Regions from separate parts of the Mus musculus genome. Here all the other regions are linked to region 1. Evidence: chromatin contacts called from public promoter capture Hi-C data. All regions are on one chromosome and are shown on one strand. Each heading gives the region's core, a stretch centred on a gene start, on an enhancer-like site or on the middle of the called end of the contact. The rest is flanking DNA. Distances are from core to core; before and after follow the strand shown.

Evidence for each region. Promoter capture Hi-C pulls out the DNA fragments that hold promoters and counts their contacts.
Region 2: a promoter capture Hi-C map of pre-B cells shows a contact between it and region 1, with 5 times the contacts expected there. The contact joins the promoter of Zfp219 here to the promoter of Naa30 in region 1. A contact is called at or near these places in 2 of 39 promoter capture datasets (hippocampal neurons and pre-B cells) and 1 of 9 other capture datasets (liver).
Region 3: a contact with region 1 is called in a promoter capture Hi-C map of liver, with 5 times the contacts expected there. The contact joins the promoter of Mettl17 here to the promoter of Naa30 in region 1. A contact is called at or near these places in 4 of 39 promoter capture datasets (hippocampal neurons, liver and pre-B cells), 1 of 115 datasets of contacts at active chromatin or transcription factors (astrocytes) and 1 of 9 other capture datasets (liver).
Region 4: a contact with region 1 is called in a promoter capture Hi-C map of pre-B cells, with 8 times the contacts expected there. The contact joins the promoter of Cdkn3 here to the promoter of Naa30 in region 1. A contact is called at or near these places in 1 of 39 promoter capture datasets (pre-B cells), 1 of 484 Hi-C or Micro-C datasets (B cells), 2 of 115 datasets of contacts at active chromatin or transcription factors (acute myeloid leukemia and astrocytes) and 2 of 9 other capture datasets (adipose tissue and liver).
Region 5: a contact with region 1 is called in a promoter capture Hi-C map of hippocampal neurons, with 2.8 times the contacts expected there. The contact joins the promoter of Cnih1 here to the promoter of Naa30 in region 1. A contact is called at or near these places in 3 of 39 promoter capture datasets (embryonic stem cells, hippocampal neurons and pre-B cells), 1 of 115 datasets of contacts at active chromatin or transcription factors (astrocytes) and 1 of 9 other capture datasets (adipose tissue).
Region 6: a promoter capture Hi-C map of pre-B cells shows a contact between it and region 1. The contact joins the promoter of Cgrrf1 here to the promoter of Naa30 in region 1. A contact is called at or near these places in 5 of 39 promoter capture datasets (the C10 cell line, the HPC-7 cell line, hippocampal neurons and 2 more), 1 of 484 Hi-C or Micro-C datasets (CD8 T cells) and 2 of 9 other capture datasets (adipose tissue and liver).

The regions. Positions count from the first base shown.
Region 1 is chr14:49,169,981-49,174,220 of GRCm38.p6, reverse strand. Naa30 (N(alpha)-acetyltransferase 30, NatC catalytic subunit) reads right to left here and starts at 1,975. Exons shown (of 5, transcript NM_027492.2): 1 at 1,844-1,975; 2 at 828-1,605. The coding sequence starts at 1,604.
Region 2 is chr14:52,018,489-52,022,728 of GRCm38.p6, reverse strand. Zfp219 (zinc finger protein 219) reads left to right here and starts at 1,996. Exons shown (of 5, transcript NM_027248.2): 1 at 1,996-2,206. It overlaps Tmem253 (transmembrane protein 253), which reads right to left. Exons shown (of 7, transcript NM_001033805.3): 5 at 4,077-4,187; 6 at 3,851-3,997; 7 at 2,942-3,523. The coding sequence ends at 3,443.
Region 3 is chr14:51,882,448-51,886,687 of GRCm38.p6, reverse strand. Mettl17 (methyltransferase like 17) reads right to left here and starts at 1,846. Exons shown (of 14, transcript NM_001029990.1): 1 at 1,665-1,846; 2 at 1,384-1,537; 3 at 1,166-1,300. The coding sequence starts at 1,742.
Region 4 is chr14:46,758,643-46,762,882 of GRCm38.p6, reverse strand. Cdkn3 (cyclin-dependent kinase inhibitor 3) reads right to left here and starts at 2,342. Exons shown (of 8, transcript NM_001360041.1): 1 at 2,235-2,342; 2 at 273-355. The coding sequence starts at 2,243.
Region 5 is chr14:46,786,323-46,790,562 of GRCm38.p6, reverse strand. Cnih1 (cornichon family AMPA receptor auxiliary protein 1) reads left to right here and starts at 2,206. Exons shown (of 5, transcript NM_009919.2): 1 at 2,206-2,380. The coding sequence starts at 2,300.
Region 6 is chr14:46,830,399-46,834,638 of GRCm38.p6, reverse strand. It overlaps Cgrrf1 (cell growth regulator with ring finger domain 1), which reads right to left and starts at 2,505. Exons shown (of 6, transcript NM_026832.4): 1 at 2,260-2,505. The coding sequence starts at 2,363.

The sequences.
Region 1 (4,240 bases), core at 726-3,225:
CATACAGACTGAAACTGAGTCAATATTACTGTTGAGTGATTACTAGATTACTGATGCTGGCAATGTAAACTTAATTATTCATCTTACCCGACAGACAAATATACTCAGCTTACATATAAGTAAAAAAAAAAAGCCTTCACGCAGCTATACCCACACTAACCAATGGTACTAGTTTTTAGACTGTTTTTGAGTAGTTTCACACTTAAGTTTCCTGCATCCCACAAAAGGGCCTTCTATTCAAGTTTCAGGGCCCTCTCAGGCACCGGAAGTGTTAGTGACACCTTCTGCAATAGCACACCTGAAAGCAGGCTGACTACAACTGTTAATGGTCCACAATCAATGAACAGGGCCTGCGATTTCATTCTCCTGTGTGGCCACAGCAAGTTTGCTGACAGCCATGTTGACTAAAGCACATTTAGCGCATATATTCTTCCCCGACCATGGCTGTAACTGAGTTATTACTAAGGCCTGTATCGGATCAAAACCATGTTCCAATTCAATCACAGCAAAGTGCTCTAAGGATGAGGAAGGTTAAACATGATTAGAAGCTAATGTAAACAGGATGTAAGACAGCCCCCATGTGAAACATGCTCTGCACAGGATTGCTGCTGTTCCAAAAGTCACAAGATAACCCAGATCACGAGCTCTTACCTTCCACACAGTTCCACGGAATACCTGGGAAAAGTGCGCACCTTCGCGCCTCCCATCTGTAAGGTACTATGAAAATGAAGGATACATCCACGGCCACACTCCGGGCCCTCACACTCCCTGCCCCGAGTGGCCTGGATCTCTGCTGGGCTCACCCTGTTTTCATTCCATCCACTTACCAAGAAACACAGCTGTGGCCAGTTGTGGATAAAATATCTATACGTATAAATGGAGTAGGGTTCAGACAGATCTTTGGTGATCAGTCTCATGATATCAGGCATTTGGAGCTCAGATTCATATCGGACGTATCGTATCGTCCGATCCTCCCCGGGCTCGGCCTCCCTGCCCTGGGAGCTCCTTAAACTGCAGCCGGTGGTCAGAGACGAAGACAGCAGCCGCACCTGCTCGTCCATCTCCTCCTCCTCCTGCTGCTCGGTGCCCTCCACCAGTCCATTTCGGGCCGCAGCGGGGTCGCTCGCCGCCCCCGCCGCCGCCGCCGCTGCCTCTGACCGGCCGGGGAGTGCAGTTCTTGCATTGTTGGGGACCGAGTGGGGAGGTCTCTCCCCCGGGTGTCCCTCGGCTCCTTTTGTGGCAGTCACTTTGGAGGCCCCGTCGGGGGCGGCCGCCTCCGCTGCACTCAGAACCTTACTCTTGAGGGTCGCCGCGGCCCGGAGGTGTCGCAGTTCTGGGCCGATCAAGCCGTTGAGCTGCTGCTGCTGCTGCTCCGGAGGCAGCTGCGGGCAGCGAAGGCAAGAACGCGCCTTGGCCGAGGTCGCCGCCTCGCCGCCCGCTGGGCTCCCGCAGCCGCCTTCGTGCTCCTCGTCGTCCTCCTCGTCCTCGCTGCAGCAAGCGAGCGCGGCCCCCGCCGGGAACGGGCAGCGGAGCTCCGCCGCCGCTGGGGCCGCAGGCGCTGGTGGTGGGAGGAGGCTGCTAGGCCCAGGCGGTACCTCCGCCATCCTAGAAGCGACACAGCCGAGAGAGGAGGCCATGAGAGGCGGCCGACCGGCGCCAGGCAGCGCGGACTGGCGGGCCGGGGGCGGCCGAGGCGGGGGGAACAAAGGCAGAAACCGTCCCTCACCGAGTGTCCCCAACGCCGCGCCGCCCCCACGCCGCCGCGCCGGCCACCGTCCCTGGCCGCCCGAGCCCCGCCGCCGGCCGTGTCACCGCCTCCCACCCGCCCCTCCTCGCGGCTCACCCCGCGCCGCTCCCCGCCGCCGTTTCCGCCGCTCCTCTCCCTCAGCCACCGCCGCGCCGCAGTCGCCTTCACCGCCGCGGCCGCTCCGCCGCCACCACCGCCACCGCTGTCGCCGCCGCTGCCGAGCCTCTCACCCGGCCGCCGCCGCCGCCGTAAAGCGCCTCGCCTGTTACCCCGGGTAAAGTTTCCTGGGCCAAGCTTTACGACACTTCCCTGCCTGCCGGCTGCCGGGCCAGAAAAGGGGGCGTGGAGGGAGGTGACCTGTGCAGGGGCGGGGCCCGAGGTGTCTCCGGAGGGCTTCCGGGAGGCCGCGTGCCGGGGGTGGGGCTCTAGCCTGGGGTTCCAGAGGTTCCTGCGGAACTCGCCCCGCAGCCTCCCCGGGTGGGCAGGGCTAGGTGCCCTGGGAGCTGCTGGCTGTTGACATCCAACCTCTAGTGCCTTTATGCAGCTGTACTGTTACAACTTTTGCTCTGACCTGGCGCGTGGGGCAGGGAGCGCCGGCTACAAAGGCAGCAAATCCCGGCCTGGACCGCGAATTAGAGGGAATTTAAAACATTGAGCTGTGAAGATAGCATTTTGCAATTTAAAAAAAAGAAGAAGAAGAACCTTTACCTACCCCGTTGGGACAAAAGAATGGCTAGTAGTCTTGTTGCCCCATTCCTCCACCCCAAAGATTGAAGGCATAAATGTGACAAACAGGTGCCGGACAACGAAAGGCAACAACTGGGGGAAGCGACAGAGATGGTGGCGGCTAACAAGCGTACTCCTGATTTGTGGTTGTAATTGTGTTAGGTTGGGAAGCACCTGGTAAGAGTTCACGGGATCCTCCCATGTGATATGCTAAGCAGGTGTAAAAACTTTGAGCGTGTGGGTTACCTCTGCTCTAATCCACAGCTGGTAGTTTTCTGCATATCTGATCTGAGAGTTGAGTAACTCACACGCATACTAATCAAGTTACTTATTAACTTGTAGGAGCTGAAGAGATGAGTCAGCAGTAAGGAACACTAGGGTTAGATTCCCAGCACCCAAATGGCAGTTCACAACTGTCTGTAATCCCAGGTCAAAGGGAGGCTACAGCCTTTTCTGGCCTCCAAGGGCATCAGGAATGTGCACAGATACGCCTACATACAGGCAAACACCCATAACAAGTTTAAAAAGAATAAAATGTGTTAGATAGCTTTTTTATTTATTTCAACTGATTTATAGAGCTAGTCAGGTATGCCCAAGATTCATGTTTTCAGAGATAGGCTTTTATGACAGGTGTTTGCAACTTTGTGCCATAATCTAAACTGAAAAAAAAAAAAAGTGAGCTGCAGTAGTCAGCACATGTCTGGAATCCAAGTACTCAGAAGGCAAAAGTAAAAAGCTATGGAATTCAAAGGAAGCCTGGGCTGCATAGCAAAACTGTTTCTAAAAATAAATACTAAGTAAAAATAAAAATAAATTTCAAGTGAGATTAACCTGCACTGTGGCATGGTTTGAGACACGAGGGTGACAATCCTTTTCACTAAGACTATTAAAGGACACCACCAGCTCAAACAGAGAGACTCAGCCTCTAAAGATGATAAAATGTGTAAGTATCTACCAAGTATTGTACAAAGTGCCCTCTATACACTACGACTTTTATGAGTTCGTGTCTTACAAAAGTACATTCCTGTATAAACAGGCATGAAAACACATATATATTTCAGTTTTCTCAGTAATATGGAAGAAATAATTAAGTAGCTATAAATTTGAGAATGACTAAATAAGCTACTTTGCTTTTTTTTTCTCTGTATGATGTGTGTGCCAACGTGTGTGCCTGTGTATGTTGGTGAGTGTGTGTGTGTGTGTGTGTGTGAACACACGTGTACAGGTATGTTCAGGCCTGAGGATGCTTGACACGGATGTTAGAAATCCTCCTCCATTGCTTATGTGCCTTGTTCTTTGAGGTGAGCTCTCGAAGTTGAACCTGAAGCTCCCCAGTAGAGCTAGTTTTTCAAAGCAGATTGCTCCAAAGATCCTTCTTTCCCACCTGCTCAAGCTGGAATTACACGATCCATCACACCCACCCAGCATTTACGTATGTTCTGAGGACTTTGAACTCAATAGAGTTCACTTGCATGGCAATTTAGCCATCTCACTGTCCTAGATTAAAATAAAGCCTACTACTGTTAAAGTATGCTATTGTTTTCAAAAACAGAAAGAAATATTGCTATTGGTTCTCTTGTAGCTCCTATGACTCCTCTGAAAATTACTCCCACAATTATTCACTATAAAATAACCATTTGTTATGTGTGCTACCTAGCCTTAACTTGACATAAGCTAGAGTTAAGAGAAAGGAGGGAACCTCCATTGAGAAAATGCCTCCTTAAAATCTGGCTGTAAGGTATTTTCTTAGTGATTGATGTGGGAGGG
Region 2 (4,240 bases), core at 747-3,246, 2.8 Mb before region 1:
GCAGAATTCTAGAGTAGCCAGGGACTCTGGCCCAGTCAGGGTGGCGAGGGTAGTCATGAGAAACAGAGAAGACTCCCTTTTGGCTTGTAGCATGCAAAAGGTAACAGACAGAGGAGGAGCCTGAAGCAATCTCCTGATTTATATGCTAATGTACCTGCCTTTCCACATTCCCTTACCAACCCCACTCCCAGCTGACCATCAAAACTCTCTTCCAGTATTGCAAAATATCCCCCCCCACCCCCACCCCCCCGCAGGCAAACTGACCTTTTCCTGGAAAGCAATGTCTAGAGGGGTAGTTTCATGTTTAACCCCTCCAACACAGGTGTGTTTCACCAGAGCTACAGAAACCGCACTGTACATCCCAACCCCCCAATTCTTCTAGTTGTTTTCTGGTTTTTCAAAACAATTGAGTTTTCCTGTGTAGCCCCAGAGGTCCTAGAGTTAGCTCTGTAGACCAGGCTGGCCTTGAACTCAGAGTGATCCTCCTGCCTCTGCCTTCTGAGAGCCAGGATTCAACCCAAATTTTTGCCATCTATTTGCATAATGCAGAACTTGACACTTCAGTCTACTGAACTATAGGCTGAATCTGACCCTTGAATTAAAAAAAACATTTTTTTTATTATTAATACTTAAAATAAGAGTGTTCTAAATTTCTGACTTCTATTCAAATCCGGAAACCATGGCACTACCGGAGCCAGAGCTGCCCACGGCAGTAGCTGGTGGAGTTGAGGACAGACATCCATTTAGCAGTGTGTACTGCTGAGTTCCCAGCAGTTCTCACTTCACAGGCAATCTAGTTCACTCACTTACACCATTATCTGCCTTCTTAGACAATTTATTTTCCACCTCTCAAGGGCCTCATCATTTTAGAGGTCTTGTGCATGACTCTATTTTCGCCATATGATTCAGTAAGATAAGCAGAAGAAGCATGGTGTAATGGCCATGCAAATGAAGTGTAGTTCAGACAGATCTTATGCGCTCAAGCAACAGAGCCAGAATCTAGGTCTCCTGACGCCTGGTCTTGTTTTTCTCCCACTAAGAATTTCACACGGAAGCTCACTGAACTAAACAAGGAGAAATAGGCATGGTTGCTAGTAGACAAATCCCAACTGCGGAGCCATTCAAGCTTCACCACAAATTTCCAACCTTTTCCTTAAATTGTTTGCTCCCCCTCATATTCTATAGTATCTTCCCCAGGAAACTGAGTGAGGCTTTACGACTTAATTTGGCCAACCAATTGTGATGGAAGTTAACATGTATCCATTTGGCGAGCAGCACTGCAGAATTCATAAACAATTCTTCACACTTAGTTCACGATGTAGTGGGGGAGGCAAACTTATGGTGACACAGTAGGGTCTTCATACAGTAAGGCTCAGTCAAGCATGGTGAGTGGCACGTGCCTTTAACTCCAGCACTTACAGGCATGTGGATCAAGGTCTACATGGCAAGTTCCAGGCAGGCAAAGATACATGTGAGACCCTGCCTTTTAGAAAAGAAAAGAAAAGAAAAGAAAAGAAAAGAAAAGAAAAGAAAAGGAAAGAAAAGAAAAGGAAAAAAAATTGAGCCTCCAGCATCTTAGGATCTTAATAATTTACAATGAACAAAGGCCCTTGTCGGTTATTCTGGACACAAAGTAATGAGAAATAAAACCAGAGGTTTTGGCCCTGAGTGTTCAGCATTGTTAAGAGACCCATTTATACGGTCCTTGAGTTTCTCTTAAGATGCAGAATGCAATATCCAGGTTTCCGATTACCGCGGTAAAAGCTGGAAGACAGCTAATTGCTGTTTTCTCTTTATAGTTTCTTTGGCCACTACGTCCTGACTTTGAAGAAAAATATTCTTTTCTCAGAGCCCTTCACTATCCCTGCAGTTTGATTGGGGGAAGAGAAAACATGGAGGAGGCCCGGATTGCGTTCTCTCCATTCCAGAGCCTGATCCCAGATCTGTCTCCACCCACTAATACTCACACGTAACTTTGTCATAGGGCGACTATTACCACTCCCAAGGTGTCACAAACAGAAAGGATCTGCAGCTGGCGCCACTGCAATGTCAAGGCAAGCCAGCCAGGCTGCGCTCTAGCCTCACTGGTACCTGGGCTTGCCTGAGCCCGGAGAAGCAGCATTCTCTAGGGAAAAGAAGCCTTCTCAAGTGGGAACAAAAATGAATGTGAGGCGAACACCCATCCCGGGCACTATGTGAATTTGGGGTGAGTTCTCTTAGGCCTAGTCAATCTCTACTTTTTAGCAGCTACTAAGCTGTCCCCCCTCTCCCCGGTGCTATTGGGATCCACCGTTTTCCTGGGCTTTCTCCGCTCCCCCAAACCAACCGAGTCTATCATCTTTGTACACTTGCAGAGGTCATAAGTGGTGTGGGCACAGTACAAAAAGAGCTTCAGCGACCGTACCGCTGCAGGGATCAAAGGCCCGCCGGGGGCGGCCGAAAGGCTGAGCCTGCGCAGTCCTGCTCCCGCCTTGGAAAGGGTGGCGGCCACGCGGGCTCGGTCCACCAGCGTGCTCGCTAGAGGCGGGAAAGTCTTAGGTCGGTACCCCCGCCTGCCCAGCCAGCCTGTCCTCTCCAGCTCCCGGCCCGGGGGGGAGGGGGCGAGGAGGGCCGGCGCCTCTGACTCATCATCTCCAACCCCCTTCTCGCGCGCGCTCCAAGTCTCAGGACTTTGAACCTGGGCACTCGCGCGAGGGGCGCGGCGGCAGCACCAGGGGAAGCGCGGCTTGGCCCGGCGCCGACCCCCAGCCTTTGTCAGTACCGGCAGCTGCGGGCACGAGGGCTAGAGACCCGCAGCCGGTGGCGGTGACCTGGCCGCGGTGGCGGCGCCTCTGTGCGCGACGGCCCTCCCGGCGCCTCCCCGCACGCGGGGCCAGTGGTCGCGTCCGAGGAAAACTCGGCTAGGCCTTGCTCCCAGCGCCTGGCGTCACTCAGCAGATGCACAGCGCCCCCGCCGCCGAGGGAAGGCTCTTTATTTTGCAGTAGGTCACGGGGTAGCGGGGCATCCTGGGATTTGTAGTCTCGGGTGAATTAGGCAGGACCCGGATCCAAGGGAGACCTGGAGCACAACCGACGCGGATTCTGGGTTGGCTGGTGCAGCAACCCGGCTTGGAGTGGATGGGATTGTGAAAGGTGAACAGTGAGAGGAGGCAGATGTGAAATGAAGCTGGATGGAGAGGCAGGGAGGAAGAAGTCGAAGAATGCAAGGGAGGAAGCTGCTTGACGAGGCGTGAGGTGAGGGAGGTCTCTAGTCCAGAAATTATCTCCCTCTAGTGGGGAAGAGAAGAGAAATGGGCCTGGGTTGAGGGGAAATTGAGGGCACTCTGGGCTTCAGGCACATTCTGGGGGAAGTCCAGTTATAGTCCAAGGGAGGTGCAAGACGCAGAAGTGCCTGGAGATGTCCCCCTTGGCGTAGGGGGACAGTGGCACCTGTCTTGCCCACTCACTCATCCGTCCTATTTCCTGTGCTAGCCACCACGGGACCATTCTCCAAACCAGAAACCTCCTCCATCTCAGAGAGGCCCTGAAAACAGATGCGAGCAAATTTTGGGGTCAACCAAGGGGAAACCCCGGGTAGAAGCAACCCCCTTCCAGTTTTTCCAGTCTTTCCAATAGTACATTATGGCAGCTTCCTAACGTTTATGCACGCGTGTAGCTCCAGTCATTAAATACCCAATTCTTTCACAAACATCATTAGGGAACTAACGTCCAATGCCAGAAAGCCAATCAGTTTCAGCCCTTCACTTCCCTACGGCCCTACTATGTGCTCTTAAGCCTACAGACAAGGACAGCCAGATTAAAAGTTAGCTGGAAGCTGGCTGCTTCATGCTTTCCTCCCTGTACCCCCTACCTCCTGTAGCTCCCGGTACTGCAGCCTTGACCTCTTGAAGTATCCAGGCTTCCTCTGGCTCAGCAAGAACAGGGCATATGTGGAGACCAGCACTCCCGCTAGGGTGAAGGCCTCCGCGCTCAGCTCCAGCACCAGCAACCCTGTCGACTGCAGGTCGTAGGGTGAGGATGCTTTTGTGGGTATAGCCCCTGTTTTCTTCTGCCCTTCCGCCTTCATTTACCAGTACCTGGGAGGAGTCCATAGAGGCAGTTCCCAAGGCTGTCTTCATCACCTCTATCACCACCGCAACGAAGCCCAAGATCAGGTTGAAGGTGTTGGATATCATCATGGCCCGCACCTACCAGTGAGCCAGCTCAGCCCTGACCAGCTTGGGAGACTCACTGCAAACTC
Region 3 (4,240 bases), core at 597-3,096, 2.7 Mb before region 1:
CCTAATAGTATCTAGACTATTAGAATAGTAGTTTAGTCAACTTAACCCATCCAAGTTTTGCGTCATAGTGAGCAGAAGCCTGATAAAAATGATTTTTTTTTTTTAAATATTTACTTCTTGTGTGCATATAGGTCCGAGTCAGTTCTCACCTTCACCCATTTGGTAGAAGGTCATCAGGTTTGGTGGTGAGTGCTTTTTTACTCTGTACCATCTCTCCTGTCCATGTGATAAAAATAAAAGCCAGGATAAGGGCACTTTTATAGACTTTTTCACTCTCTGACACTTAGGAGTGAGACATCTTCAATATTACCATAGAAAGGGGCTTGAAAATCCAAGTCTCCGGACTGTGTGGAGCTCTGTACCACTGGGCAAATTTCTACAAACACCTACAGTAGTGGCTTGAATGACAATGGCCCCATTTGCTCCCCAATGGCTCATCCGCTGGAATGCTTGGTCACCAGGGAGTAGCACTACGTGAAAGGATTAGGAGGTGGGCTTTGAGGTTTCAAAAGGCCATGAGAAGCCCAGAGTCTCGCTCTGTTCCTGCAGTTCCCGATGCAGATGCAGAACTCTCAGCTATTTCTTCAGCACCATGCCTGCCTGCATGCTGTCATGCTGACAACCGACTAAACCTCTGAAACTGTAAGCCAGCCCCAGTTAAAAGCTCTCTTTTCTAAGAGTTGCCGTGATTATGGTATCTCTTCAACAATAGAACACTAAGACACTACCCTGAACCAGGTACTGTGGGACGTGCAGGGAATACAAGAATAAAAGGCAAATTTACAATATGAAGTCCATAGTCTTAAAAATAATCTGAAATGTAATAATTTTCTATCCGAGGTGGGGTTTCGTGTTTACTGAACTGCCTGCCATATGGCCTTTACTTACCTGAATCAAAATATAGTCATAATCTCTTTGACTTGCAGCGGTGGAGGGGAAATTTTTTATAAAAAAACCCGAAAGACCAAAACTTCTGACCTTTACCCAATCTCCAAGGGCAACCTCTGGCCCAACCTACCTTCTTAGCAGGGCATCATCTAGTAGGGCTGTTACTACAGCATCAAATGAGAAACAGCAGTATTTATCTGAGAGATTTAAATTATTCTTTGATCCTAATTTCTCGTTGACATTTTAATCTGGTTTGCCTTTTAGTTTTAAGCCCTACCTTGTTTTTCCAGGAATTTTTTCTCAAGATACGCAGCCCGTCTTTGCAACTCCTCCGGCTCTACAGGTAAATGTCGGCTCCAGAGATAGTTGGTGAGTGCTTGCACCTGCTTCTCTACACTGCGCATGGGTCTCTCTGTGGTCACAGATGGAAAGGGTCATCGCTGCGTGCTGGCCTCGTTTGGTTTTATCTGGCTTCCCCTTCCCGCAGTTTCTCACCAAAAAGCATTAACTGTGCGGCGTCAGCCAGTGCTTGCGGCAGCTGGACGTGCGGAAGATGCAGGATGCCGGGATGCTTTCGATGGGGCTTCTTCCCCAGGAAATCCGACCCGTTGTCTACCTGGGACACACCGGGCACAAGGGCGGCGTATGCCTGCAGACAGCGAAAGAAACAGAATGGTTGCAGGTGCTTGCTGCCCGAGGCATCGCCGAGGTCGCTCCTCCTCCGAGAGATGTCTCTGGAAACCCAGTTCTCCGCCAGCAGAGGAAGATGCACTTACTCGGGACTGGGGTCCTCGAAGGCTGCGGCAGGATCTGCAGAACAGCAGCAGAAATCTCGGTGTCCTGGCGGTGGCCATGGCTTCAGGACACACCGGAAACGGAAGTACACATGCCTGTAACCCTCAGCCCAAGCAGCTAAGAGCATCTTCCGTGGAACTTCGACCCGGACGGTATCAACTAATGAGAAGAGGGAGTATTTGCTAACAGCCAATAAGCGACCTTATGTACCTTATGTACGTCTCTGCGAAGAAGGCCGTTCGTGGGAGGGGCTTAGCCTTCAGAAGGGGCGTGGTCTCAATGCTGAGCGTGGCTGCGGGCGAGACCAACCCGGCTTGGGCGTGTTTTGTGATGGGGAGGGATCAGTCTCACGGGTTAGGGGGGGCTAGTGGGGTAGGAGGGAGAGGGGTTGGGGGAGTAGGGAGATGGGGGCGGCGTGGAGGGGGAAGCAGTCTCACTGGGGTGGGGAGATAGAAGGGGACGTGGGGGGGTGGTAGGGAGTGGGACTTGGGAGGACAGAGGCGGGGGCAGGGCTGGGCGGGGGTGGGGGCAGGAGTGGGGCTGAGAGTGGGGTAGGCAGGTGAAAAGGAAAGTGTGGACTTTCTTTGTTTTCATTTGGTGCTGTAGAATTCTGAACCGTGGCTAGTTTCCCTTTGTGAGACGGGACAAGACCATAACAAAAATCAGATTTAGGCAGTCAACGATGAGCGCTAATAACTATTACAGTTTGCAAATTAATAAATATAAAAATTAGCTTACTTTTTTTTCACATTTGTTGTCTGCGAGTTTGCTCCAGGTTTTCTATCAAGAGCTTCCCACGTAGCACACCGAATTCCCGCCATCTTATTTCCACAAACATCTGTTGCTAACTTAATTTTTCACGTGGTTAATTTACCCAAGTTCATGAACTTAATAGGTGATAGCTGAATTAAGTGCTAGGGAGTCGAAAGTCAGAGTTACATTTTTAAACAATGCACCGTACTGGGTATTGTTGGTCCTTGAAATGCAAATGGAGAATTTTAAGCTAAATGTTCGAAGGGTTAATCAGTGTGTGTGTGGGGAAACAACAACAACAACAACAAAACCCCCCAAAACCTGGGGCTGGAGAGATGGCTCAGCGGTTAAGAGCACTGATTGCTCTTCTAGAGGTTCTGAGTTTAAATCCTAGCAATCACATGGTGGCTCACAACCATCTGTAAGGGGATTTGATGCCCTCTTCTGGCCTGTGGATGTATATGCAGCAGAGCACTCATACATCTTTAAAAAAAAAAAAAAAAAAGACTCATGGACCTGTAAATTCTTGGGTCCCGGCAGCAGTACTTTACCCAGCTGTGGTTTCCTCTTTAGCCTCTTGGGGGCAGAAGTTAGCTGACAGGACGAAGAGTACTCTATAGTCTTCAGTCCAATTAGAAAAGTTACAGGACCATATATGGGTATCTGTGTGAGCTGGATTCTTAGATGCTTGGTTTGTCTTATGTGGGTAGTAGAGGTTTGATTTTATCCAATGACTCTCTGGAGACTCGAGGGAGTGTGTATGTACGACAGCTGTGGAAAAGGTGTTACCTACTGCAGTCTTTTGAAAGTTTGCTTCGCCCTCCCCCCTTCCTCCCCCTCCCCTCCCACTCCCGCGCGCGCGCGCACAGACACAGACACACACACACACACACACACACACACACACACACACACACACACACACACACACACACACACACACACACACATAGAGCCCTGGTTGGCTGGCCTGGAACTCAATATGTAGATCCACCAACCTCTGTCACTCAAGTGGTTAGTTTGAAGGCCTGTGCCACCAATGCCCAGCCTATACTTTGCAGTTGTTATACTTTATTATTATTTTTCATGTTAAATTACTGGCTTGTGCTGAAACAATAAAATATCTCTGCCACTTACAGATCTGCCCTGATAGATTGATTGGGTTGATGTTGTTGTTGTTTTTGTGGGCAGGTGTCAGAGTATAGGATATGTATAACCTTCTAGGGTCTGGCATTTGGTGGTCAGTTGATTCTGGAGCAGTGACAGTTGATGCCTTTAAAGCCTTGTTATAATGATTAAATGTGATAATGTCTGGATCAAAGTAAACCGACAAACTTATGTTACTATTTTTATATGTACTTTGGCAATTCGAAGAGACATGACTTTATATTTAAATTGTTATACTTCATCCATATCATTTAAAAAAAGCCAGACATGAAAGAACAACAGTTTGGATGCCACATGAGACTGAACGCTGAGGAATGGGACGAAATCAGAGACTTGATGGTGTCTGTGAAGGACATTCCTTTGTTCCCTGTCAAACTGATAATAGAGACGTGCCTTCCTTTTTTCCTGCTAATGGCCTAATAGACATCCTTCCTTTTCATTGGGAATGTAACATCTCAAGAGCTGACGGTGGTGGTTTGAATGAGACGGAGCCTCACAGGTGGTTTGAATTCCTTGATCCCAGTTGGTGGAACTTTGGGAAGGATTGGGAGGTGTGGCTTTGTTGTAAGAAGTGTGTCACTAGGGGTGGGCTTTGAGGTTTCAGAACTCTGGACTCATTCTCACTGTGCTTCCTGCC
Region 4 (4,240 bases), core at 1,093-3,592, 2.4 Mb after region 1:
TAAAAAGAATACATAAATCTTGGTTGGAGATCATTTTTAAAAAAATCTTCCTCTATTTACTTGCAGTTACAAAGAGGTTTTTTTTTCCCCCCTCAATGTGTAAAGGATTAAAAGAGGAAAGAGTAGTTTTATTCCTATCAGATAATAATATAAAACATGGAGAAAGAAAATCTCTTAAAGATTAAAATTCTTTAACTGACACAGAGAATACTTGATATTGTCAGTTGATGTAACATTAAATACTGTAACTCACCACTGAAATGCTGACATACCATGAAATTTGAATTGGAGTCTGTTCTTCATCAACAGGTTCTTCGTCTGAAGAATCAAACTCACTTGCTTGTATTGAAATGGGCTTCAAAAGAAATGCTATATTAAATTACTAAAAGGAACATTTGCATATAATTTCCACATAGCTGATCCATGATTAAACACCCACTGAATTAATATTTGCAGTTTTCTCAGTCATTAATCTGGGCTATCAGATCAGCAATATCAATAGTGAACTATTACTGCTGACTATTTGATTAATCACAGTACTACTGTACATTGGGTAGAACTGGGCTTAGACCAAAAGACTATCTGGCTCCTGGAACTGGTCCTTGGATAATATCAGACAAGGCACCTAAGTTTATCCTCTATCAGCTTTCCTCAATTCTGAAGTACCATTTGCCCATTCCATCTCAGACATTCCTTAGACCCTCTGATGTTTGTGCTCTGAAGACCTGAAGACCCTGTGATATGCTGTCTACCTTCAACACAGCTAGAGAGACAGCGGTGTGCAAGGTTACAGGATGGCAAAGGTGTTAAACTAGCAGAAACCATGTGCTGTAGAGTGGAAGGAATGACTGAGCATTTAGGGAACAGGGAAGGGTTTCTTAGAGACCATTGAGCTAAGCTCTGAAGGAAGAACCTGCAGGTTTGTAGGTAGACTAGGAAGTTAAAGCAGTCAGTGTGAAAATTCAAGAGCTAAGGCAGGTATGATGGTGCAAAGCTTTGATGTCAGCATTGGGGAGACTGAGGCACAAGTTCTAGAGCAGTGGTATACATGGCCAGGCTGGCTCAAAAGAAAACACAATATGGGTGGAAGGGTGGAGGATTGTGTATTCAGTAGAGATGACCCAGAAGAGACAAAGCCAGTGGACACTGCTCATCCCCTTTCTAAAACAAAAACAAAAACAAACAAACAAACAAACAAAAAACCCTTTCCACTCCCTAATTGGAACCATCTGAGATCAGACATTTGAACAACACGTGTATACAAAAATATTAGTTTTAAAGAATGTCAAAAGGAGAAAGTAGACTGCGGCTGTGTGATTCCCACATCCATCCAGATCTACCCCTTCCCAGGCAGCAGTGGACTACAGAGGACTCACTTGTGCTTGCCAGAGGAGGTAGATCTCAAGAGAGGAGGAAATAGCGAGCTCTACGTGTGTTCAGTTCCTCTATACCAGAGGTCAGATAGCTCACTCTTCCTCTGGCAACAATGCAGTCGGTAGGCAGCTGACACAGTGGACACAAGACTTGCAAGAGTAACCACCTGACTGCTTGGCTTTCAAGCTCTTCTAGAAAGGTCTTGCTGGAGGAACAGGTGATAACTGGCTGAAATTATAGATTGCGGTTTCTTTGGATTGCTCTTTGGTATAAAACACAACGGAACCCAAATGAAGCCTTTAAGTGGAGTGTCAGCTATGAGGTAGAAACGATATGTCAGGTGGGGCTTCCAAGTCATGGCTAAGACCCCTTTTCTTTCTCCTATAAAACCAGATTTTAAGCTTGTGTGACTTTTCACTCCACCCCTCTCAGCCTGCTGTGGATAAATGCTAACAGGCTTAGACGTCCCTGCCTTCCTCAGGCCCAGGGATTCTGACCTGCAGGAAACAAGACGCAGTGCCCTGAGCTTTCTGAGGGAGGGTGGCTATCGTGATGTCACTCACAAACGGGGTCGTTACAGCCTCTGCATCTGAGGCATCAAGCCACCCACAACCCCGGCCGTGACAGCCTCTGCATCTGAGCTGTCAAGCTGAATGGCTTGGCCCTCTCTGGCAGGGTCGTCGTGAGGCCCCTCAGGTGGGCAGCGAACCGCAGTGCCACAGATCTGCCACTCAGCCTCCCCGACGCGCAGGGCGGTTACTGTGCGAATCGCACCGCTGGCCGCCCAGCAACGCAGCCGAGGCGGTCCAGCGTCTGGCCCCGTGGCGAGGATCCTTCGGGTCCCGGACAGCCCCACTCACCGGCTTCATCGCGGGTCGCCACTCGCCGTAACCAGTGCCGCCGCCCTCGCAGCCTTTAGGACACCGCCCGCGAAGAGCCCGCCCCCGTCAGTCCATTGGTCCGCCCACGTAGGAGGTGGCGCGGGGCGTTCCAGAAACCAATCATATCCTCGCTCTGTTTCTTACTCCGGGGCCTTGCTCAGCCTCTGACTACTCATTGGTTCAGAGGAAGTCTTTGAAAGACGCGCGGAAGGAGGGCCCGGAAGAAAGGGGATTGGCTTGGAGGGCTCCGCCCCTCCGCCAGTTGAGGGCGTGGACGTGGCGAGAGGCGGAGCGAGGCGAAGTGGTTCCTCACAAGTCCAGCGCTTTGGAGACTTTCTGGACTTAATTTCTGAATGATACCAGGATAGGGAGCATTTTCTTTTAAATTGTTTTAACTTTCAGGGCGTGGTAATTGGTGGAGGAGAGCCTTGCATAGGAGGTGTCCCTGGGAAAACTGACATTGCTGTCATATCTAGTCATGTAGATACTTTGGAGAATACTAAATAAAGAGCATAGGCATACTTGACATTGGATGTTCTGTATGTTCTGGATGTTCCAGGATGTACATAAGTTAATGTGTAGATCAGTCTTCCTGTTCACCAAGTAGGAATGTGCTAATATTGTATGAAAAGGAGATAAAATGATATGGGGGTTGGGGGTGGGGTCGACCTTGTCAGGCTTAATCAGCGCCAATATAAGACTGTTCTGAGCCTGCTACATGGGCGCAAGGAACTGAACTAGGGTCCTCTCTGAGAGGACACGCTCTTTATTGGTGAATCTTCTCTCCATTAACTCCCCTGCCCCCCCCCCCCCACCTTCCATTTTCAGTCTTCATTTAGCTGGCTTTGGGAAAGAAAGTCACCTGGAGCAATAGTATCATGGAATTTGAGAAAAGCAGAAGTTTCCTCTTTTACCCTTATGTCAAAGTCAGTGGGCACAGGGCTAGTAGTTAGGGAAAGAAGACAGCACGATTTGACTTAGAAATAGCATTAGTCACGATCCTTCGGAGAAATAGAAGTTGTGTGTGTGTGTGTGTGTGTGTGTGTGTGTGTGTGTGTGTGTGTGTAAAAGAAATGACTTCGGAATGCTGGTGAGTTCAAAATCTAGTGAGAGGTTAGTGGCTGTTGACTCAGAAGATCAGATCAAAGTTCAAGTTCAAAGGCAGAGTGTTGTGGGGGCCAGGAAGAGTCTGTGCTGTAAATTAACTGTGAAAACCATAAGCTAAAGAATCCTCCTTGTGTTAAGAGAATCTTAGCTTTTGTAATATCCAGGCTTCCAACTTGGAAGACAATCTGCTTTACCCAAAGTCTACCAACTTAAATGTAAATTACATCCCCTAATATTCACAATAGTGTTTTTCTAAATATCTGAGCACCTGGCTTAGCCAGGTCAATGCATGTCTTAGTTAGGGTTTCTCTTGCTGCAACGAAACACCATGACCAAAAAGCAAGTGGGGGAAGAAAGGGTTAATTTAGCTTACACTTGCACATTGCTGTTCATTATTGAAGGAAGTCAAGATAGGAATTCACACAGGGCAGGAACTTGGAAGCAGGAGCTGATGCAGAGGCCATGGAGGAGGGCTGCTTACTGGCTTCCTTCCCCTGGCTTGCTCAGCCTGTTTTCTTATAGCAGGCAGGACCACCAGCCCAGGGATGGCACCACCCACCATGAGCTGGGCTCTCCTCCATTGATCACTACTTGAGAAAATGCCTCATAGCAGATATCCTCAACTGAGACTCCTTCCTCTCTGATGACTCTAACTTGTGTCAAGCTGACACATAAAGCAGGCTAGTACAGTGCACAAAATAACATGGAGACCCTCTGGGATTTTCTGTAGTCAGTGAACAATTTTAGACTCATGCTGTCCATATTGGTTGCTCATATCCAAAATCGAAGATTAAGTTAGAATAACTAAGCAAGAAATGCTACTTTACAGGTACTGTCTTTTTTATTTGTTTGCTTTTTTTTGTTTTTTATTTGTTTTG
Region 5 (4,240 bases), core at 957-3,456, 2.4 Mb after region 1:
TGTTTTGCTTCCCTGTACTATGTGTACAGTACCTGTGGAGGCCAGAAGAGGGCATCAGATCCCCCCCAGAACTGAAGTGGCCCTCTTATCTATCAGAAAAGTATGATTTCCACATGCCATATAATATTGGTGATACAGACCTCCACTATCTAGTACCTTAGCAACATGTAGCCATTTGAAGTTCAGCTGAGGACTGGTGAGATGGATCAGTGGGCAAAGGCATTGGGCTATGCCTGACCTCTGAGTTCCGTCCCTGGGATAGTAGAACTGATTCCTGTGGTTTGTTCACTGACCGTGCCTCATGGTTGCACGGCCTCCAGGAATGGCTGGGGTGTCCAGTGAACGGATAAAAGAAAGACACACATACAGGACAGTTGGGGTCAGGTAGGCTGGGCTTTTGGATGGAGAAAGCACAGCTTCCTGGAAGCTTGGTGTGTGTATTGAGTACAGAAACAGGGAGAAGGGGTGTCTTAGTCAGGGTTTCTATTCCTGCACAAACATCATGACCAAGAAGCAAGTTGGAGAGGGAAGGATTTATTCAGCTTACACTTCCATACTGTTGCTCACCACCAAGGAAGTCAGCACTGGAACTCAAGCAGGTCAGGAAGCAGGAGCTGATGCAGAGGCCATGGAGGGATGTTCTTTACTGGCTTACTTCCCCTGGCTTGCTCAGCCTGCTCTCTTATAGAATCCAAGACTACCAGCCCAGAGATGGCCCCACCCACAAGGGGCCTCTCCCCCTTGATCACTAATTGAGAAAATGCCTTACAGCTGGATATCTCGTGAAGACATTTTCCCCAACTGAAACTCCTTTCTCTGTGATAACTCCAGCTGTGTCAAGTTGACAGAAAACTAGCCAGTACAAGGGGTTACTGCGTTCAGTGAACCAGGAGGCAGATTTAATAAATCTTAGTAGGTGCAGTCTCTGCAGGGAGCAGTCTTCAGGCAGTGAATAGGGTGGGGCTATGGTAGAGATGGAAATCCACACAGACTAGAGAAAGGTTTTGCTATTTCCTTGAGCCTGGGGTGTAGTGGCATTTGCCATTTTCCCATGACTCTGAGGATTTAGTGCCCAAGCCAAATAGCACACATTCTCCCAGACCCTCACTGCCTCAGAGTTTCTTCCACTCACCACCAAACAGTGGATGTGTGCTCACACAATGAATGTAACTTTAAAATAAATGTTAATCCACTAGAGTGATGCAGAATTTAAAGTTCAATTCCTTAGCCATCTTAGCCACCTTGTATCCACAAGTAGCCAGTGGCTGTATTCCACAAGAGCAAATGTCTACCAATGCAGAAAGTCTCAGACAGGCTGGACATAGCCCTCTAAAACATTCTATTCCGTTTGCTCCAGTGAGCACATTTCAACACAAATTTATCGTGTCTTTCTTGCTTAAAAGCCTTGAAGAGTTTTTCTTCCATCATCAGCATCTAGTAGATGATGAACTGGTTTCTCAGATTGCAGCCAGCATTAAAAATAAAACTGTTTTGTAGAAATTTTACTTTGTTTTTGATTTTTTTTTTCACCACCACTACCTTTCTAATCTGTGGTCTTTATGTTACAGGGTTACACTGAGAAAAACAAAATCTTTGAAATCTTGTGATAAGCAATAAAGTTTGAAAAGCCGGGGGTCTGGGTGTAAGCCTGAGCTCCTGAACTGAGCGTATTTTGCTACTCTGTGGTTTGAGGTCTTAGACCTCTGTCACCCAAGTTCCACTAACAGATCCATTGCTGGTTGCACCCAAGACACAACGTTTTCCTTTCCTTTTTCCCTTTCCACCTCTGCCCTTTGCTCATTTGAGCCGATTTCCTGTATCGCCAGCACTCCCTTCTCTTTTCCTGCACTTATCATAGAAGCCTCAGATTAGCTTCCAGGAGGGCCGGGTGACCTTTCATAGCATGCACAAGTACCAGTTTACAGCGTTATAACAACATTGTTTAGTCGCTCGTTCCTGGAAGTAGATTAAATCCTTTCAATACAGGCACTTTTAAAATCTACTTTTGCATTTCAAACACAAGACTAGTCTCTGGAACAAGCTAGACATTCATTTAATGGCTATCCAAAGAGTAAACTACAGAATGAAGGACAAAATCAACTGTGCAGACAACAGAAGAGCCACGCAAACTCCGACCATCAGGGGGTGCTCGCGCGGGCGGCCCTCTGCGCAAGCGCGCCGGGAGGAGGCCGCGGCGGCAGTGGAGGCTGAGGCCGGGGGAAGTGAATGGTTTTACCCAGAGGGCCGTGCGCCGCCTTTCTCCGCTGGCCCCGGCGCGCCCGGCAGCTCCTCCCCGGCCATGGCGTTCACTTTCGCGGCCTTCTGCTATATGCTGGCGCTGCTGCTCACCGCCGCGCTCATCTTCTTCGCCATCTGGCACGTGAGTAGCCGGGGCAGGGGGAAAGAGGGCGAGCGACGGCGCAGCCTCTTGCAGCTCCCGGCCCGGGGCTGCGTGGGGCCCCAGCTGCCGGCGCGCGCCAGGACGTGGCCTGGCTGCTAGGGCCGTGGACGCTGCGCGCTCCCGGGCCGGGGTCCGGAGGGCATGGCGTGCGGGGTCCCGGTGTCCACGCCGCCGCGTGCGGGCCCAGGCCGCGCTCCGCTATTCGCGAGCAGGGCTGGGCGGGGCGGGCAGGCGGGCGGCTCCGTGTCTACGCCGGGCCCGCGCGCACGGCTTGTCCGCGTCCCCCGTCTCGATGGATGCCCAGTGCGCACCGAGCGGTGACTCTCGGCGTGAAGTTTTCCTAATTTTTATCCTTGAATTACCGATTTCCTTTTAAGGCTTCCTCGGAGCACGGCCAAAATCGGATATTATAAGTTACTTTAGCTCCATTTCCAACTCTGCTTTGCAGCACTCGATGGGCGATTTTCTAGTAGAACACGGTGGTTGAGAGACGAGTTCCTGGTGAACTTTGAGGCAGCTTGGATTGATTACTTCGTTGGCCACATCTCCGAGTTTTCCCCTGAAGTCATACTTTGGATCGCGAGAGCTTTTTCAGGAGACAGCCTCCCAAGCCACCTCTGTGGTATGGGCTGCATGATTTAGTAGAGGGAGTTTTAATTTGATTTTGAAAATCCTCAGAAACTTTTGGCTCCTCATATGTCCTTGCAGGGTGGACGTGCATTCTTACTGTGCTCTGTCCCTGGTGACAGTTCTATTGAGACAGACTTTTGAGTGTCTCTACCGCTTAGCACCACTGAAAGAGCTCTCTGGGAGATCAGCAATTCTCAAAAGTTGAGCTCATTTGTTTCTATCCTCCCAGTACTTTCTGGAATAATGGCATAATTTGAATGATGGGGCGAGTTCAACCTCGTGTAAATACTAAGTCAGGTTTCATCACCATCCTGTGCGTGATTAAATGGCAGCAGATTAAATGGTTGCAGAAGTCTCCGAAGTAGGTAGATAGATACCAAGGGTCCTTCTTGCTAAGGAGTGTGATTGTATTTAGAGCCTATTTGCCTGTGGATGGGGAATGCTGGGGTCCGGTGTTCACTTTGTCAGAAATAACTGCTACTTCACACAACGCTCATTAGTTTTAACTAAGATTGGAAGAGCATCTTCTGCTCTTTGGAGGAAGAACAGGAAGATGGATAGCTTTCGAGCTGGCCCCATTGTTGTTTCCAATGAAAGTGGAGTGTCTGGCTCCTTTCCATCTGTAACTTTAAGTCATTTGCTCTTTTTATAAATGTCCTCTGGAATGGTGGAGATTAGTGGAAGAGAGCTGGGCACTTCCCCACGTTTTCCACATTCTGTGTTTGGCTTAAGAAACAGCCGGGCGTGGTCGCGCAGGCCTTTAATCCCAGCACTCGGGAGGCAGAGGCAGGCGGATTTGAGTTCGAGGCCAGCCTGGTCTACAAAGTTGAGTTCCAGGACAGCCAGGACTATACAGAGAAACCCTGTCTCGAAAAACCAAAAAGAAAAAAAAAAAAAAAAGAAACACCTGCAATTTTTTTTAAAATGGGTTACTTTATTAGAAAGGAATGTGTCAAGGTGAAATAGATAATTTTAAGTCCTGTTATAGGATTAAAGAAAGTTGTGCCACAGATTAGTGGAGAGCTTTTAGATTTAGAGGTTCCTTAGTTCAGATAATTACTGTACTTTGGGGAAAATTATTTTAAGTATATGTCTGTTGTGCATTATTAGAAAACCATTCAGCAATCTTTTTACTCAAAAGATCCCTAGGTACCAGCTGAAAGAAACTGTTCAACTTAAAAGTTAGTTTTGACTAGGGGTGTGCCCACT
Region 6 (4,240 bases), core at 1,256-3,755, 2.3 Mb after region 1:
GCCAGGGTGACAGGGAATCGCTGCCAAGTTGATATTCTGGATTATTTGAGTAAGGTATTTGAGAGTATTCGACAGACGGGTGCTGCTGGGACTCACAGAAGCCACTATGGAGGCTAGAAGACAGTTATGTCCTGTTGTGTGATTTCTTTTTCCTTTTCTTGGCTATTGTTACTGGGGTCTAATAGCCAGCTGTTCCTGCTCTTTCAGCAATGCTCACCAACACAGGTAGATGCAGCACAGTGGAGAGAAGCAAGAAACAAGGACCCAGCGCGTGACGTGAGAACAGATAACCAATAGAGATTACATTGCAGATATGACCGATACACAATGACAAGGACGAAAAGTGTAGCAAGTTGACTAGCTCACTCCTGTTGCCTTGGTTGGGATATTAGAAAGATGTCTGTAAGATTAACATGGTGACCAAGTTATCATCATTTCTAGCAGGTGAATCCGGCCTTGGTTTAGTTTGCAAATAACAATATAAAAAGCTTATCTACGTAGGTGAAGCTAAGCCGGGTGGGAAGAATGGTTGGTTAGGTTCACCATGACTTGTTAGGTTCAAATAAGGACAGAGGTGACTGGTGCTTACTGACGAGGTCTTGCAGCCTCATCAGTGCTCAGCCCAGACTTCAAGAAATAACACAATAGAAACTTGCAACACTTGTAAACCTCCTACTGACACAGGTAGTAAACAATCATTATAGATTCAAATCAAGCCTTAAACGTGGCGTGAACCTGTGTTTGTCTGACTCCAAAGTCTGTCTCCCTGTCTCTCCTTGTCTCTGTCTCTCTCTGTCTTCCCCCCCCCCCACACACACACACCCGTCTTCCTTTTACCCTTAGATGCCACATTACGTGCAATATGAATTTTATCCACTTCCCCCAGTGGCCTATTTAACAAGGCATATAGTGCAATTATCAACTAGATAATTTCCTTAGAGAGGAAAGTTAGGTTGAAGAGAGTAATACCAGTGTTGTAGTTCTTTAAAAACTGTGTATTAAGACTACTTTTTTTTTAAAGTGGTAAACACTAATTCTAATTACAAACTTCCTTGACGTAAATGACAGCAATTAAAACCTGAAAGGTTAATAGTAAATAACACGGAGTGATCCACGTATGGTGGCACACCCCTATATTCCCAGCACTTGGGATGCTGAAACAGGACTGCAATCATACTATGCTACAGGGAAACCACCTGTCTTAAAGAGAAAACAACTTAAGACTGGACTTCATCTTATCTTGTCCACAACATGGGAGTTTTACGCTGTAACTCGGGGTCAAGTGGAAATATTAACATGTTCTTTTTTTCCAAAAGGAGATCCTATTATCAGAAACGGACCGGGACCTGTTAAAGTCTTTAAAGTAACGATGAATATGTAATCAAGTGGTATTTTTGAGCTTGATTTACAAAGCCCGCTTCAGTCTCAAACCTGTTTGCTTTGTTCTTCTTGCAAATGCATTCCCGTTCTCACATAGTTTTCAGAGAACTCGTTCCCCAACTGTAACAGCTCATGTCCTTTTCTGTACGGTCCACTTCCAGCCATGGTTCTTGCTCATTTAGAGCCACTGTTCAATACATTTGGGTTCACCATCTTTTCAAGGGGCTATGAAAGCTGCAGTCTAGAGAGCAACCGCTGTAGGCTAGTCCCGTGGTTTCAACCAGCTGTGTTTTATAAGCCTAAACATGATAAAACTGCATCTCCTCAAGAGGGATACCGGAGACTCAACACTGAAAGAATTGTTCCTGGGTTATGTAACTCTCCTAGAAGCAAAATGCCTCCACCCCACAGAATAACTTATTCCTAAAATCTCGCTCCTTTCTAAAAACGTCTTATTAACTAAAGATCACTTCCAAAAAAATAGACTGCATCAAGAAGCCATTCAATTAGCAATCGGTAGATACAGAATTCGGGTAAAAGTTCCTCTGAAAGATCTGGGACCAAGCAAGGGTCAGTTCGGGTCATAAACAGCCAAGCTCCTTTGGGTCAGGTCTGCGCGCCTGCGGGGCCGGTGACCGGTCCCCGCTAGGCACAAAGTAGGCCGGGGCCCGGGACAAAGCCTTCGGGACACGCACTCTGACCCCCGCACCAGGACCAAGTTCTCCCCTGCGGTCCCATCCCACGGGGGCAGCAGCCTGGCCTGGGCCGAGTGTGTTCGGTGGCGGTGACCGCTCTCCCGGAGTCACCCGAACCCTCTGCGCGGACCCCACACCGGGCCGGCGGTCCCCGCGCCCTCCACTCCCAGCCCTGGACACTCACCATCCTAATACCAGGCCGGTGGTGACGATGAAGCAGGTGAAGACCACCGCTATGTAGAAGAGCGGCGAGTATTCATAGAGCGTTACCAGGAACACTGCGGCCATCGGGGTCTCCTGGGCTCAGCCCAGCCCAGCCCGGCTGGCCCGGACCCGAGCCGGTATGGCGCCCCGGAGCGGACAAACTTTGTAGGTCCTCACTCGCCCAGGCTTCTGGGCAGCTGACAGCCGCGGCCACTGGAGACGGAATGCCAATCACAAGGTTGATAGCAGGTATGCCACGCCCCTCCCTCGTCTGGTCCCGACTACTGGCTACGTAACAGGGAGGGACCAGCTCCGCCCTGCCCTGCGCCCAGGATTGGTGGCCTGAGAGAATTCCGCCAGCCGGGCTCTGTTCTCAAATTCCTAACTGACATCTGGGGCCAAAATTTAAGTTAATGCAGATCCTCAGATACACGAGGTATCCTGGAAACCCTGCAAACCCTAGACAAATTTGGGAATGGGACAAGGGCCGGCATCGGCGCGACGGAATGGTCTACGAAAGGAATGGTCTCGATTTGCGGATTGTCGCGGAAAACCCGAAAAGAGGTCACTACCGCGAGCGATTTTTTGTAACCTTATCAACCTTTGCAAAGTAAGTTTATTCAAAGGAAAATCGGCATACGTACTCCCTCGGCCCTCTTTTTTCTTCTCCAATTAGAATTAGCCAGATCTTTGAAGGTTTTAGTAACTAATTTTTGTTTGTTTATTAGGAGATCTTAGTACAGGAAGTAGCTTAATGTCTGCTTCCTTTCCTCACTCTTGTCATCAGTGCCTCAAAGAAGCCTCCCGGAAGTTTCTCCTAAAACCACTTTTATATTTCTTTTACTTAAGCCCTAATGTGATCCCTAGTTACAGCATAAACAGGAGAAACACCTCCCATCACAAATCCGATCCTGTTACTGAGGAAGAAGGGGAGAGTGGACATTAGGACGCTTAAGGAAAGGTTTCATGCCATGCTCTCAAGTCACCAGGAAATGTGTGCTTCAAAAAGAAGAGTTAGCTTCGTCCAGTGACCTTGACCAAATAGCCTTGTGTTTTCTGGAGTACTGCTATTTAAGCTTGTTTCTATGTAAATTTTCTCATTAGTAGATATTGAATTGTAAAAGTATGTTTATTTAAGCTATGCTTGGTTGTTGGAATGTTTTTTACTACCACATCAAGCACTGCAGTGAGTATCCATAAAGCTAATTTACTTACTTAGGCTAAATCATGGAGGTAGGACTTTATGTATATTTAATTTTTTTTAGAGACTAGAGTCTAGAAATACTGTGTTAGATGCAATCACACCATTGCAGGTAGCCAATCTGAAGGCAATTTTATTACAGTAAAACGAAAAGGGATGTTTATCGTGAAACAAAAACATAAGTTGCAGGTAAAGTAACATTAAATACATAGGAATGACTTTGTCCCCACTCAACCCCCACTGAACCTACAGTAAAGAGATGTAAGATGTAAGCCAACAAGATGGCTAAAGGCACTTGCTACCAGGCCTGACAACCTAACTGGAACCTTCTGGAACCACGTGGTAAAAGGAGAATACAGTTGTCTTCAGACCTCTGCAAGCATGGGCCATAGTAAATATAATGTAATGAAAGAAAAGTAAACATTTCCCAAAGTGTAAAGAAGAGAGGAAGCAAGAAAAGAAAAAAAATAAATAAAGTAATGCTTTGGAAGATACAAATCAGAAAAGAACAATTCACCAATCCAGACACGAGAGCCAGCTCCAAATCAGAAATAAAGGAACGGGAAGCCAGCCTAGCTTATCCTGAGGAACTCTCTAAACAAACAGGAGCGGAGATTTAGCTCAAGTCTTTACCATTTCCTGCTTGGATTTACTACAGCCACTGAAATATGTGTCTAACACAGGACCTGTCCTGTGTACTCTGCACACACAGTGTCCCTTACTGCAGGACCTCTCCTGTGTACTCTGCACACAGTGTCCC